Regions from separate parts of the Mus musculus genome. Here all the other regions are linked to region 2. A link is a contact called in public ChIA-PET and HiChIP or PLAC-seq data. All regions are on one chromosome and are shown on one strand. The core of a region is the stretch at or near the end of the contact, and the rest is flanking DNA. Distances in the headings are between cores, read along the strand shown. Region 1 overlaps Atox1 (antioxidant 1 copper chaperone). Region 2 holds the start of Slc36a3os (solute carrier family 36 (proton/amino acid symporter), member 3, opposite strand). Region 3 holds the start of Hint1 (histidine triad nucleotide binding protein 1). Region 4 holds the start of G3bp1 (GTPase activating protein (SH3 domain) binding protein 1). Region 5 overlaps Cdc42se2 (CDC42 small effector 2).

Region 1 (2,700 bases), core at 196-2,695, 310 kb after region 2:
TCTGAGTGTGTGTGGATGTGCATGTGTTGCGTGTGCGCGTGTAAAGGGCAAAAGACAATGTGAGGGACTCAGTTCTCTCCTTCCACCACATGGGAGATTGAACTCAAGTTGTCAGGCTCAGTAGCAGGCACCCTCATTTTCTGTCATTGTCCTTGTTAAATTTACTTTTTGAGTCAGGGTCTCTCTCTCTAACCCGGGTTAGCCTTGACTTCCTGGTTCTCCTCTCCTGCCTTAGCCTCCTGTGAACTGGATCGTCTTCACTTTTTAATTTGCTGGAATGTCCCATAGACACAGAACACATGGCTTAGGTTCCAAATGCTCACATTAAGGAGGATACTCTACACAAAGGGGAACCTCTCACCCCCAGTTGATTACAGCTGGCCTCTGCCAGGGGCCCTCATGGGTCACTGATAGAGTCAGCACTATCGTAACTATCATTTACACATTCGCACAGACTGCCTGGCTCCTTCCCTCCTCTGCCACCCACCTTCGTGGGGCTCTGGTCAGCTCACTCACATTCACCAGGCCTCGTGTTTCTCAGTTCCAAAGAGAACACAAACCACCAAAGTGACTGCAGTAATTCATGGGTCAGACACACTGCAGAGGAAGCGAGGGTGTTGGACACAATGAGGACTGCTGGGTGGGCAGGCGACTGTCCTGCTTCCTGACAGAAGGGCACTGGCACTGGTCCACTTCCTGCCTCCCTGGGACCGGTAACATGGAAGGAAGATAGCTTAGATGGGTCACTGACTCTGCACCAGGCTGGGCTGGCGCCACATCCGGCTCCAAGTGGAAGGAAAGGCAGGGTGAGCAAGAACTCATGAAGAGGGATGACAGAGGCTTGGGACACAGTGTGGGACACTACTGTGAAGGGACAGCCACTTCACCAAAGTAAGAGGCTCACCATTTCAGAAGAGTCACATACTCTAAACTGAAAGCACGCTGACCAAGCAAGGTGCCCCTCGAATCCCGTGGGACTCTGGGAACATAACACAGCACTCTGTCTGCTCACAGGAGGCCCTCAAGACCCCCGAACTTCTCGCTTGTATTGGACAATGAGGACGTGCTTGTGACCTTTCCAGAGAGGGGCAGCGGGCTGGACATATCAGGGCACCCCCTACCTCTCTCTCGAGAAGCCCAAGTCCAGTCTGAGCACCTCAAATCCAGGAACCCCAGTTGCAGTGTGCTCCAAAACTAGACAGTGCCAGCTGGATGGTGAGAAGGTTTGGGGTTTTTCTATTATGGATGCCCTCTGGGTGGATTTAGGCAAAGATTCCAAACCCCAAAGAAATTGCAATCTGAACTGCTTCTGGGCTCAAGCCTTTCAGATGAGGGACCCCAGGAGAAGCAACAGGCTTGTGCAACAATGGCTGGGACCTCACCCACCTGCCTCTTCAGTTTATATCCGGAAGGACTCGCCCAGGTCCTGGCTACTTGGGGCCAAGGTAGGAAACAGCCTTTCCTGTTTTGTTGAGGGTTGCCAGCAGGGTGTCTGAGCTGTGCTCAGAGTCGATGCAGACCTTCTTGTTGGGCAGGTCAATGTTGAACTCCACTCCTGTTGGGAAGAAGCAAACTGGGATGTAGGAGGGGGAAGCAGGACCCTTCCACTCACTGGAACAAAGAGGTCGGCCTCCTTAATATTCCTGTCACACCCGGCGAGCTCTTTCTGTTTTAGGTACTGTGAGCGCGGCAGGCTCTGCTGCAGGCTCTTCTCTATGTGTAAGGCGTTTGGGTGATGGGGCTTGAATCCAAGGCCTCAAGTACCAGGTGCACACTCCACTCTAACCTCTTTCCTCAGCCCCGCGAGTGAGTCTCTTCTCTCCTTTTCTCCTTCCTCTCTTTCCGTCTTCCCGCCCCCCAATCCTACTATCACTACCACCTCACTTTCCCATGCCCACATCAACCTCCCAATTTAGCAAGCCCTCCTTCCTTCCCTTTCTTTATAATCTTATTTAAAAGATTTAAAAATTATGTTTATGCTTGGGCCAGTGTGTGGGTATGTTCACATGAGTAGAGGTGCCCTGCAGGCCAGAGGTGTAGGGTCTGGAGTTGTAAGTGGTTGTGAGCTGACAGATGTGGTGCTCGGTCCTCTCCAAGAGAAGTACATACTCTTAACCATCAAGGCGTTTTCTCAGGCGGGAACTTACTTATTTTTTGTATGTGTTTTTCTTGCATGTATATCTGTGTACCACGTTTGTGCAATGACCATGGAGGTCAGAAGAGAGCGTTGGTTTCCTTGGCTGTGAACCATCATATGGTGCTGAGAACGGGATCCAGACCTTTGCAAGAGCAGCTGTACTCTTCTCTCTCCAACCGCTTTCTTTAAAAATCTTATTAATTTTAATAAGAACACGGGTGAGTGTGTGTTAAGTGTGAGTCTCTGTTAGCAAGTATGAGTGAACAAGTGTGTGAAAAGAATCTGTATACGAGCGTGTATGTGTGTCAGTCTGAGTGTGTGGGAGAATAAATGTGTGTGAGTCAGGGAATGTATGACAGTGTGTCAGTGAGCATAATGAGCATGCATGTGAGGGAGGTAAATGAGTGAGGTACATGTGTTGGGGGTGTGCATGTGTGTGTGTGTGCATGTGTGTGTGCATGTGTGTGAGTGTGTGAGAGCGTGTATGATAGTCAAAGACAACTTAGAGTCAGATATCTCCTTCTATGTGGGTCCTAGAATTAAACTCAAGTTTGGCAGCAAGC
Region 2 (2,700 bases), core at 85-2,584:
GGCTAAAAAACACTGGTTGCTCTTACAGAGGACATGAGTTTCATTCCCAGTACCCACACTGTGGCTCACAGTTCCAGGAGTGCCAATACCTTCCTCTGACTCTCATGAGTCTGTAGTGCACATATATTTATGCAGGCAAAACATTCATGCACATAAAATAAGTGAATCCTTAAGACATTTTTAGATTTACTTAATTTTATTTGTATGAAATGTTTGCCTATACATCATGTACATGCCCAGTCCTGGAAGAGGCCAAAAAAGGAAGTCAGGTCCCCTGGAGCTGGAGTTTCAGATGGCTTTGAGCCACCATGTGGGTGCTGAGAACCGAACCCAGGTCTATATCCTCCGAAAGAGCAACAAGTGCTTTTAACTGCTGAGCCATCGCTACAGCTGCATCAATACGTGTCTTCTCTGTGTCTCTGCACTCATGTGTGTGGTGCTGGGGGCTCCAGAGGACAAAATCAGTAATGTTCCTCAGATGTGGCCCTCCTTGCTTTTGAGAGAGGGTCTCTCATTAGCCTGGTACTGGGCAAGTTAGGCTAGGCTGGCCCTCCAGTGAGCTGCAGGTATCCGTCTGCTTCTGCCTCCTCAGCACTGAATTACAGCTGCAGGCCAGAAAGCCTAGGTTTTTTTTTTTTTCTTTTAGATTTATGTATTTATTTTATGTATGAGAGTACACTGTAGTCAGACACACCAGAAGAGGGCATCGAATCCCACTTCAGATAAATAGTTGTGAACTACCATATAGTTGGTGGAAATTGAACTCAGGACCCTTGGAAGAGCACTTGGTTCTCTTAACTGCTGAGCCATCTCTCTAGCCCAAACCTGGCTTTTTTTTTTTTTTTTTTTTTTTTTTTTTTTTAAATATGGGGATCCTGGGAGATGGTACCCAGGCCCTTGGGCTGGCAAGACAAGCAGACAAGCACTTTAGACAGGGTCTCGCATATCCTTCAGAGTTGGCCTCAGCCTTGCCGCATAGCTGAGAATGACCTTGAACTTTTGATCATTCTGCTTCTGTTTTCCAAATGTTGGTGTTATGGATGTGAACCTCTGTGTCTGGTTTTGGGTGTCCTGCATTTTACTGGGCAAACCTAACCGCCTTACTGTAGTGCGTGTGATTCTGACGATGGGAAACATTGAGCATCCTGAAGCCCAAAGGCACAAGGCTCTTTCTGTCTGCTAGACAATCTCTTCTTCCCTGTGAAGTGGTGGTTTCCCCGCTCACATGACTAGAAAGGAGTTTCTGTTACATTAGCACATCCTTTTTAGACTTTGTGGGTGAAGCGGGGCGGGGCTGAGCATTGAGCATCCTCTGCTCAAACAGTCCCTCTGTTACAAGGCACACTGTTCTTCCTGTCTGGCTGGGTGTGCTCCTCTGTCTCACAAAGCTGTTGTAAAAGAAGGCTCTGTCTGACTTGCCTGCATTAGGAACGAGATGAGGGGAACGTGACCGCTCGTTAGATATCTTGGATGTGACAACTTGAGATGCTTTCCAGCCTAAAGGTTAGGGGCTTTGGCTTTGCTCTGGTCTCAACTGTGGTCTAATATGGGCAGACACTAACAGCCCCAGCATCGGGAGGTCTGCTCTCCTCCCACCCACTCTGCCCAGAAGACCCCTCTTTACCTGTTGTAAGTTGTCCGCCAGAAACATGAAGTACACGCTGCAGAAGCCCAGCTGAGTGACGATCAGCAGGAAGCTCACAACGTACCTGGGAAGGAAGACAAGGACAAGGGAAATAAGTTACTGTTTAGGATGGATCTCATTTTCTTTTCTTTTCTTCTTTCTTTTTTCTATTTTTTAAAAAAAGATTTATTTATTTGTTATATGTGAGTACACTGTAGCTGTCTTCAGACACCCCGGAAGAGGGTGTCAGATCTCATTATAGATGGTTGTGAGCCACCATGTGGTTGCTGGGAATTGAACTCAGGACCTTTGGAAGAACAGTCAGTGCTCTTAACCGCTGAGGCATCTCTCCAGCCCCCCACCCCTTTTTTTTTTGATTTCCTTTTCAAAACAATTATTTCTGATGGTTTTATTTTGAGAAATGTCTGACCCACAGAAAAAGTTGGTTGTACAAGAGAAATTAACAGCCATAAACTCTGGCTTTGGAGAGTTAGTTTTTTGAGATAGGGCCTTGTGGTGCCCAGGCTGGCCTCTGATTAGCCAGATAGCCAGTGTGACCTTGAAAACCTGATTTTCTTGCCTCTACTCTGATAGTGCTGGTGTTACCACAAAGCCAGTGTGACCTTGAAAACCTGATTTTCTTGCCTCTACTCTGATAGTGCTGGTGTTACCACAACCACCCACATCCATTTACTCTAATGAAATTCATTTGTAGTTACCTTTGGCCTTGAATTGCATTCTGGGTATTATAGTCACAACACACACACACACACACACACACACACACACACACCCCACACTCCCCAAAAGTACTCAGTTCAATTCAGTTCATTTCAATGATAATTTCCGAAGTCATGAAATATCTACTTGAAATACCATAGGCATATTTCTCTTAGTTCTTAATAGTCAGAAATCAACTAACAACAAATATGTAATTTATATATTTTAATTATTTTACAAATATCTCTTTCTTTGAGGGGGAGGGCATAGTCTCACATAGCCAAGGCTAGCTTTAAACTTCATATATAGCCCAGACTGCCCCTGAATTATTAATTCTGCTGCCTCTACCTTCTAAG
Region 3 (2,889 bases), core at 381-2,880, 270 kb before region 2:
ATATCATCATATAGGGCAATTCAAAGGAAATAGCTTTTCCATTTATTTATTTATTTATTTATTTATTTATTTATTTATTTATTTATGAGACAGGATTTCCTGGAACTTGCTCTTTAGACTAGGCTGGCCTTGAACTCAGAGATCTGTCCGCCTCTGCCCTAGAGTGCTGACATTAAAGTCATGCACTACTATCATCTGGCTTAAGTTTTCCCATTTTATTTTTTTTTAATTATGTGTATACATGTGTGTGTGTGTGTGAGACCTGTGTGCTCACATGTCCATGGGTGACTGAAGACATCCTGCTAGGCCAAAGGCATCTGACTTCCCTGGAGCTGGAGTTACAGGCAGTTGTGATGTTTGTGCTGGCCTCTGTGAGAACAGTTTGTGTTCTTGATCGCTGAACCATCTCTCTAAGTCCCCAAGGTTTCTTCCTATGGCCACTTGGAGATTGTCAGATAAGAGGGCCAGGAACAAAATCTAATGAGGTATGGAAATGGAGGCTTAGCGTGCAGGAAAAAAAAAAAAAAAAACCAACATCCAGAGGGCAAGGGTGTGAGATGTTGAAAGAAGACAAGGGTAACAACTGTAGCAACCAGGCCAACAGATCTATATGACAACTGCGATTGTCTAGAGAACGCTGATTGGAGGTCCTGCCTAATCCCGACAAGGAGGAAATGACCCAAAGGACCAATGATGACAAAGTGCACACCATATGTAGAAAACACTTTTTAGGAGGAGCAAAGGGATAGAGAGGAGGAAGGGTGGAGGTGGGGCCAAGGAAGACTTTTTGTTTCTTCCAGGTGGAGCATCTTACCTGAAGCTGATTCCTGCCGGGGAAAATGGCCCAAGAGGCTTACAAACAACTGCCACCTAAGGTCTCATCTCTGCAGTCTTGGACTTAATTGATGCAGAGTGTGGCCAGAGATGTTTAAAGAGCTCCCAAGTGGTTTTTAGTGTGTAGTTATGACTGAGAATTGCTGCCACACACAGCAAGAAACAAACAAACAAAAAAACCCCACCTGATGTAAGACTTCACCTGGCTCTTAGCTAAGGCCTCAAACAGCTGAGGGTTTAAACGATCACGGTCAAGAGCACTTGTTCCTCTTGCAGAAAGGACCAGGCTTCAGTTCCCTCCACCCACATGGCTCACAACTGTAACTCCAGTTCCAGGGGATCCAAAGCATTAGATGTGATTCACTCTTACACATGCTTGCAAAATACTCATCTACATATAAAATAAAAATCTTTTTTAAAAAATTAAAAAAGGGAAGGCTAAGGTATCACACCCAGTAAATGTGATCAGAACAACTTGAAATAGAAACCAGACTGTTCTGGAGCAGGGTCTCGGGTAGCCCAGGCTGGCCTCAAACAATGTGGAGAAGGATGAACTAAACTCTTCCATCCTCCTGTCTTCATTTCTCAAACTCTGGGATTACAGGCGTGCAGCACCAAGCCGGGCTCGTGAGAGGAAGGGATCAAACCTAGAACTCCGTACGCGCTTGGAAAGCACTGTACCAAGCCGAGCCTCCTCCCAGAACTGGCAAATCAAAATTTCCTATAGAGGTGCAGAGGCAAAGAAAGGGCGTTTCCTCCGCCCATTTCGTTCCCTCGCTCGCCGCACGCCGGCGCCAGTGCGCACGCGCAGGCCCACCGGGCGCGAGCCGGCAGTCTCCGCGCGCTCCCGCGGTTCCTCTCCCCACTGTGGCCGCGGCGCGGGAAGGACAGTGAGCGGCCGCGATGGCTGACGAGATTGCCAAGGCTCAAGTGGCCCAGCCCGGCGGCGACACGATCTTCGGCAAGATCATCCGCAAAGAAATCCCCGCCAAGATCATCTTCGAGGACGACCGGGTAGGCTTGCCGCTTGCCCGGCGACACGCCGGCGTTCCCTGAGGAGCCGCGGGCCTGAGGCGACGCGCGGCCCGGCTGGCCTGGCCCTGCGCCCGCGTGGCCCTGCGGCGCGTGCCTGCGCTCGGGTTACGCGTTATCGGCCGCTCGGCCCGCCGCGTGTCGCGGCCCTGGTGAGGTGATGCGGGCGGAGGCCCCGGGAGGTGACGCCCGCCCGGGCCCCCTGTAAAGTGCAGACCCGTGGGGTGACGCCCACCGGGGCCCGCGGCCGCCACCCACCACGCGGGTGTCAATCTGGCCTTCGGGAAACCGGATCCTGCCCCCGGCGCAATCTCCGCGATCTCCCGCGCGCAGCGGTCCCCGCACTGCGAGGTGACCGGGGATTCGAGATCCTTATGCTCCCTGTCCCCTGCTCCGGCTGCAGACGTTGCCTCTGGGGACTGGAATTAGCCCTTCAAGCTTTTTAAAAAAATACTGCTTTAGGGTGTTTTGTTTGTTTTATTTTAATAGATCGGCTTCACTACTCTAGGCAGGCCATGAACTTGCTGACTAACTAACTGGGGCGGACCTTGAACCCTTGATCCCCCGCCTCCACCACCCATATGCTAAGGATTGCAGGCAGCCCACACCCTGCTGATCGGAGAAAACATTTATGGTGCAAGATCCAAAGTTGTATTTTTTCCCCTCCTTGATAGATGAAATCTCAGTCGATAGTGAAGACCAATTTTGTAAATTATTCCCTAGACAGTTCTGTTTATGGCTTTCAGTCTCACATAAAGCAGGGTGGGAGCTTGGCCCATTGACCAAAAGGTTTTATACGGGTTTGTTCAGTTCACTTTAAGAAACATGCAATATGAGAAAGCATTAATGCTACTGGTAATGTTCACATAGACTTGAAATAGTACTCCAAATTTCATTGGGTTCTTGAGGTGAGTTTTATTTAAATTGCCTGTATTTGTCACTAGTCTTAGAAAAAGGCCCATTTCATTTACAAAGTTTGCAAGTCTTTTAGTGTGTTCTGTAATCCCAGTCCCACCATCCATA
Region 4 (2,929 bases), core at 155-2,654, 330 kb after region 2:
GGTATGGTAAATCCAGCTCAGCATAGGCTACAAGGGGAGACCTTGCCTCGAAAAGCCCTGAAACAAAACAAATTAATGCGAGTTTAGCTTGCTTTCAGGATTTCATGTCACTCAGAATGGCCTTGGACTCGTGTAGCTCAGGATGGCCTGGAATTCTCCCTGCCTCCAGGGAACACAGACTAGTCTAGTTTGTGTTTAGCATTTGGATCACAGCTCTTAATATAAAATGCTCATGGTGGCCAGAAGGCTCACAAAACCCCCCCGAGTTGGGGTCAGCAGCAGACTGAGGTACTACTATTTGGACCCTGGAGCCTTTATGGGGGAACCTTAGGCGTGTCTGCCTAGGAGTTGGGTAAAGTTCCCATTTCAGTTTGAAAAGCATGTGACAATGGCTGGTGGTGACGCATCCTATAACTTTCGCCAGCCAGAGGGTGATCAAAGATGGGATGTTGTCTCTGCAATCACAAGATTGGAAAACCTGAAAACGTCCAGGAGCCACCCGGGCACGCCAGCTTGGAAGCCACCCGGGAACAAGAGCATTCCCAAACGCCAGGGAGGCTGCCTCGCGGTATGCTCTGGGGTGCCGACCAAGCCAGTTTCGCTGTCCTCGGTCGCCACTGCATTCGTGCTGAGTAATGCTAAGGGTCAGCAGCTCCTGCTCTTCCGAAATGCATGCAAAAAAAGTTTTGATGCGAAGAGAAAAAAACCAAACCAAAAAAACAAAACCCGGGAAACTGTTACTTAGATCCCGGGTACCAGAGTCGCCTGGGAAGGCGGGAGACCGGTCCTCGAGGACAGGATTCAACCTAAGAGGAAGAGAAAGGAAAGGGAACGGAAGACGCAGCTAGTCCATCCTCTTAACCGCTCCAGAGGGCACGGCGGCCCTGGGGCTGCCTTTGGAGAGGGCCATCCCTCCCTGTCAATCAGCTCCATTCGGTGTTGCGATTGGCTGGGGGCTTCCTTGCTCCCCGCCCGCGCCTACCTCCTAGTTGCATGGGGTTTACTTCCCCAAAGTACACGGGCCCCACCTTGTGGATCAACCGCTCCTGCCTGGACAGTGGGTTTCCGCCCAGAAAAAGAAATGTAAGCCAATGAGAACGGGTGCATGCAACTATTGGCTTGTCTGAGTGTCGCTCTCAGTGCATCCCGCCCTCATTTTTATAGACCATCTGAGTATTGGCGAGGTTTCGTGTCCATCTGGGCTCTAGCTCCTTCAGTTATAGGCAGATGCGGCAGCCACTCAGGAGCTCGGCCTCTAGACAAAGACGCTGTCCAATCATAGCCAAGGGGCGCGGTGGCGAGGCGGCCATTGGTCCCTGCATGCGACCGGGAGCAGCAGGTTCGGCTGAGCGCGGCTATATAGCGGGCGGCGGGCACGCGTGCCGCGGCATCGCGCGAGGGACGCCGCCACCTCCTCCCACGTAGCAGCCCTGTCCTCCCGCTCAGCCGCGCAGGTACTTGGGCCCGCGGGTGGGGCTGATCGGATGCGGGCCGGGCATGAGCCGAGCTGCGGCCGCGAGCGGGGCGCCCCGGGAGACCGCGCGGCGCGTCCCCACCCCCACCAACGGCCGGCGCGGCCTCCTGCCTGCGCTTTAGGGCCCGCGCGTGGTCCACCGCACCAACGGCGGGCGTCACGCGTCTGGCCGGCCCTGCGTGCTCCACGCGCATTCTCTGGCGCGCGCCGGCTCTTCCGGATGGTATAGCTGGGCCTGGACCCTAAGGAAGCCTTCGGATATGGGGATGGGGGTTGGGGGAGCCCAAGCTGAGAGCGTGATCGCGCCTCCCAGGGTTGCAGAACGGAGGCGCGCGACCCCGGGTTCAAGGGCTCAGTGGTGCAGAGACAGCCACGCCAAGACGTGATCTCTCCAATCCCCCCACTGTTTCCCCCTGCACTATGCCGAGAGTTCCCTTTTTTCCCGCCCTTCCCGGTCACCTGGGTGCAATCAGGTAGGTCCAGTCAACAGGAGAACGAGGTGGAATCAAGGCCCTCTGTAGGGAAAGGACAGGCATCTGTGCAGGCTACGTGGCTGTGGGACACCATCGGCCACTGAGCTCTTGAATCTGAGGTGCAAACCCCAGTATAAGAAGTCCCGTGGTGGCATCTGCGAGCCAGTGGGGGACTCCAGAGAAGAGATTAGGAGTGGGGTTTTGAATGACAAAGGAAGACTTAGCTTTCTTCGCACTTACATAGATAGATAGATGCGCCTCCAAGTTAGCTTCTGGGAAAAATAGAGAAAAATACAGTGAGTGTAATGTAATCGAGTGTGCCTCTCAGCAGGTCCGAAACGCACCTCGAGGTAACGGGAAATTCCCGCCAACAGGAAGTCAAACTCTGACATTAGATCTTGACTCTTCAAGACCCCTTTTTAACTTAGAATGTTTTAGTTGTGAATCAGAACAAACTTAGATTAAAAAAACCTTTGTTTGAGAAGGTCGTAAGTCCAAGGAAACAAAGTGTTTAAATTCTTACAAGAGTTGAAGTTAAAGTTTGAAATTGGATAGGACCGGCCCGGGCTTCAGTGCAGAGGTGGAGCACTTGGCATGGAATACAGGAAGCCCCGGGTTCAGTCACCAGAGCCACAAAAATAAGTCACATCTGAAATTGCTGGGGAGAGGATGGTGTCCAGTGTCCAGTTATTGTGCAGTGGGTCACAGTCACCGATTGGGTTTGTTGGCAAGCACAGCCATTAGGTCTCCTGCCGAACCATCGATGATCAACTGCCTTTTTTAAAAATTCTTACTGTGGAGCCCTTCCTGGCCTGGAATTCAAGAGGATCTCAGAATCTTCTCGGTGCCAAGAGTTAAGGTGCCTCCACTAAGCCCAACCGAGTAATTTATTTTAGTACTTACTTGGTTTGACTTCTACGGGTTGCAAAGCTATTTTCAAGGATCTGTGGTCAGCCTATCTTTCTATGCTGAGGATTGCCTT
Region 5 (2,700 bases), core at 3-2,502, 410 kb before region 2:
CCGTATGTACTCCAAAGCATGATCAATTTCCAGTATCCCAAGTGAGACAGCTTAGTAGACCTTCTGGAGGGTAGAGACAGAGACTTCATCACAAGGAGAAAAGGACAGCAGCTGTACACCTGGGGCAAAGGATCTGCAGGACAGGGGCCATCTCCCAACGTCTCACAGGAACCTGACTTGCAAGAGCAACTGCCTCTGCTGTACACTCAGCCTGCTGGAGGGCCTCTCTAGGCAGACCTGGCATACTGGAGTCACACCTTCCAGGCATCCTGGTTTCTATAATCCTGGCCCTGAAGACTGAAGAGCCACCATGCCCCCTGTGGTGCTAGGAAGAAATCACACATGGCCCACACCCCTACACTAAGTGACTTACTTGAATTTCTGGGTGAGGCTCGGAGAACAGCTGCCACAGTAAGCTACTGAGGGAGAGTGTGCAAACACATTCCCAGGGACACGCTCACACATAAAGGCAAAGGTGGGAAGCCTCCAGCTCACTGTTTTCACAAAGACACATGTCCTTGTTAAGATAAGGTCTTAAGATGAGATGGTGGAGGAAGGAAGAGATGAAAACAGAAAGGAAGGGGGTGGGGATCAAGCACTTGAGCCCACACCAGTCAACACAGTGAGCACACCCATCCTCCTAAAAGTCCCTTCCCCATCCCTTCTCCACGTAGGCACTGATCTACTGCCCACATGTCTGTCAGCATTTTCCTGAAGCTCATTTAAATGGATCCTCCAGCATGTGCTTTCCTTCACTTGTGCAGTTATTCTGAGGGTGGTAACTGTTGCTACCTATACCAGGAGTCACTCCTTGTTAATCACAGAACTCTGAGACAGGTTAAACTATAGCGAACCAAAATCAATCTGAATTCCTTGCTATCATCTCTTCTCAGTCAGCTGAGTTTCCCTAAGGGACATAAACACACTTTGATAGCATGCAGAGCACATGTGGGCAAGGCTCACAAGGTGGCAAGACCTTCTGTGTCAACTCCCAATCACTAGATACTGACACTCCAACTATGATGTAGTGATGCAGAAATTCCATAGAAAGAAACGTTTGCCAAACCACCTCTCCTCTAGCACAACTGTTCACATTTGTGCCTCTAATCCCTGACCTTATACAGAATGAAAAGCATCTGAAGCATGACTAGGAGTATTTGCATGGCCGGCAGCTAATGAAGAGTCCTGTAAGAGTGAAGTGTTCCAGGAAACACAGTGACTCTACCCAAGTCCACACAGCAGGGCTGTGAGCGCCCTCTCAAGCTTCCTGTTTTGCTTTGCCGAGGCCCAACTGTGGAATTCCCCTGGCTGCTGACAACTGCATCTGTGTTTGTCTTGAAATTTTAATACCATGTACTTGAAAAAGTGTGCTGTTCAAAACAAAAAATCCACCTTATGCTTGAAAAATATGGTGTGCTTAGTGGTTGGTGGCTGACTGGGGGTAGTGGAATCATGCCAAGTACCCATGGCTGGCATGGAATTTGCAATCCTCCTGCCTCAGCCTCCTCAGTACACCTGCCTTTGTAGTTAGACATTTATACTTAGTCCTGGGTGCCGTGGGCTCCACCCTCCCTCACATCTCAAGAGCTGTAGAGCAGAGAAAATCTTCCCAGCTGTCAGGATGTCCCTGATCACTTTAATTGGATGCTTTCTGACTAACAGTGAACATGACGGACTCTCCTCTCCTAAATACTGAAAACATCCAATCTGTCCTTTCTCCTGTGAAGAAGAGAGCTATGGAGTCTTGTCATAAATATTTTATTTAGTTAACTATGCAAACCAGTTAGTAACTATACAAACCAGGCTGGCTTTGACCCTGGGCCCCTTCCAACTCCTATCTTACCTACTAGAAGCAGGAGAATGTTCTTACTTTGTGTTAGCATTACACGCTGTGAATGCATGTATGCACAAATGTGTGCACACGGTACGCAGAGGACAGAGGATGAGAGCCCTTGCAACTGAGGTCTCAGGTCATTGTGAACCACCTAGCTTGGGTAGAACTGAAATCAAGTCCTGTGGAAGAATGGCCAGTAAGTACTCTTAGCCAAATCAATGTGTTGTTAATTCTGGGTAATTAATCTCTAAAGTGTCCTTAGTTACAGAAAATGTGCATTTCATTCTAAACTTTTACATCAGACTGTTACTGGTTTAAAAGGAGCGAAATGCAAGTTTCTGAGGTACTTGTATATCAGTCATGTGAGAGACAGAACCCGACCACAATAACCTCAAGCAAAGGCCTGAGCCTCCATTCTTGCAGGTTCATAAAACCCAAGGGGGAAAAAAATAAGCCCATGCTATTGGTGTCAGAGAAGCAACTTCACTTTGGCCCTTTAAGAATTCATGACCAAGAAAGGCATTGACTTTCAGGCTACCACACAACAGGACCTGAAACTGCACACTGTATTTTCTAAATAAACAACAATCTCCCAGATGAGGTCAGATGACTTACAACAATAGGGTCTTTTAGGCAATGTTTTAGAACTCATAAAAGCTGCCAGTTAATGGGAACTTTTCATACGGCCTGCAGACAGGACTGGGTAATCCAGTGTGAGGCACTGGGTAGGTACAGGAAAATAAAGCTAGAGCTTTTTAAGTTATTTGAAACAGCAGTTGTTTTTCTTCTTAATTCATCAAAAGGCGTTTCTGACTTTCTTCCCAGGGTTTTGTTTGTGGCAATGGACAGTACGGTGAAGGAGCGCA

What was found. ChIA-PET counts read pairs in DNA pulled down with a chosen protein or histone mark. HiChIP or PLAC-seq counts read pairs in DNA pulled down with a chosen protein or histone mark.
Region 1: an H3K27ac HiChIP or PLAC-seq map of embryonic stem cells shows a contact between it and region 2, with 4 times the contacts expected there. The contact joins the enhancer-like site here to the promoter of Slc36a3os in region 2. A contact is called at or near these places in 1 of 15 datasets of contacts at CTCF or cohesin (the NIH/3T3 cell line), 5 of 115 datasets of contacts at active chromatin or transcription factors (bone marrow-derived macrophages and embryonic stem cells) and 1 of 9 other capture datasets (embryonic stem cells).
Region 3: an H3K4me3 HiChIP or PLAC-seq map of bone marrow-derived macrophages shows a contact between it and region 2, with 3 times the contacts expected there. The contact joins the promoter of Hint1 here to the promoter of Slc36a3os in region 2. A contact is called at or near these places in 1 of 15 datasets of contacts at CTCF or cohesin (the NIH/3T3 cell line), 2 of 484 Hi-C or Micro-C datasets (embryonic stem cells and regulatory T cells), 9 of 115 datasets of contacts at active chromatin or transcription factors (CD8 T cells, T-cell acute lymphoblastic leukemia, bone marrow-derived macrophages and 3 more) and 1 of 9 other capture datasets (liver).
Region 4: a contact with region 2 is called in an H3K4me3 HiChIP or PLAC-seq map of embryonic stem cells, with 3 times the contacts expected there. The contact joins the promoter of G3bp1 here to the promoter of Slc36a3os in region 2. A contact is called at or near these places in 6 of 115 datasets of contacts at active chromatin or transcription factors (bone marrow-derived macrophages, embryonic stem cells and memory CD8 T cells) and 1 of 9 other capture datasets (embryonic stem cells).
Region 5: a contact with region 2 is called in an RNA polymerase II ChIA-PET map of memory CD8 T cells, with 50 read pairs. The contact joins the enhancer-like site here to the promoter of Slc36a3os in region 2. A contact is called at or near these places in 2 of 39 promoter capture datasets (the C10 cell line and pre-B cells) and 3 of 115 datasets of contacts at active chromatin or transcription factors (embryonic stem cells, memory CD8 T cells and thymic regulatory T cells).

What each region holds. Positions count from the first base shown.
Region 1 is chr11:55,449,071-55,451,770 of GRCm38.p6, forward strand. Atox1 (antioxidant 1 copper chaperone) reads right to left here. Exons shown (of 4, transcript NM_009720.3): 3 at 1,387-1,555. The coding sequence ends at 1,431. Among named protein-coding and RNA genes, the nearest start is that of Atox1, 11 kb to the right of the region's middle. Within about 2 kb of position 1,446, at least 11 of the 459 cell types and tissues checked have an H3K27ac peak or open chromatin away from gene starts, as enhancers often do. A contact at or near this core is called in embryonic stem cells, where this site is marked.
Region 2 is chr11:55,135,665-55,138,364 of GRCm38.p6, forward strand. It overlaps Slc36a3os (solute carrier family 36 (proton/amino acid symporter), member 3, opposite strand), which reads left to right and starts at 1,335. Exons shown (of 2, transcript NR_167707.1): 1 at 1,335-1,503. It overlaps Slc36a3 (solute carrier family 36 (proton/amino acid symporter), member 3), which reads right to left. Exons shown (of 11, transcript NM_172258.4): 6 at 1,625-1,709.
Region 3 is chr11:54,864,753-54,867,641 of GRCm38.p6, forward strand. Hint1 (histidine triad nucleotide binding protein 1) reads left to right here and starts at 1,631. Exons shown (of 3, transcript NM_008248.3): 1 at 1,631-1,848. The coding sequence starts at 1,738.
Region 4 is chr11:55,468,348-55,471,276 of GRCm38.p6, forward strand. It overlaps G3bp1 (GTPase activating protein (SH3 domain) binding protein 1), which reads left to right and starts at 1,405. Exons shown (of 12, transcript NM_013716.2): 1 at 1,405-1,454.
Region 5 is chr11:54,726,304-54,729,003 of GRCm38.p6, forward strand. The region is part of intron 3 of Cdc42se2 (CDC42 small effector 2); the gene reads right to left. Among named protein-coding and RNA genes, the nearest start is that of Cdc42se2, 60 kb to the right of the region's middle. Within about 2 kb of position 1,253, at least 168 of the 459 cell types and tissues checked have an H3K27ac peak or open chromatin away from gene starts, as enhancers often do. A contact at or near this core is called in memory CD8 T cells and thymic regulatory T cells, where this site is marked.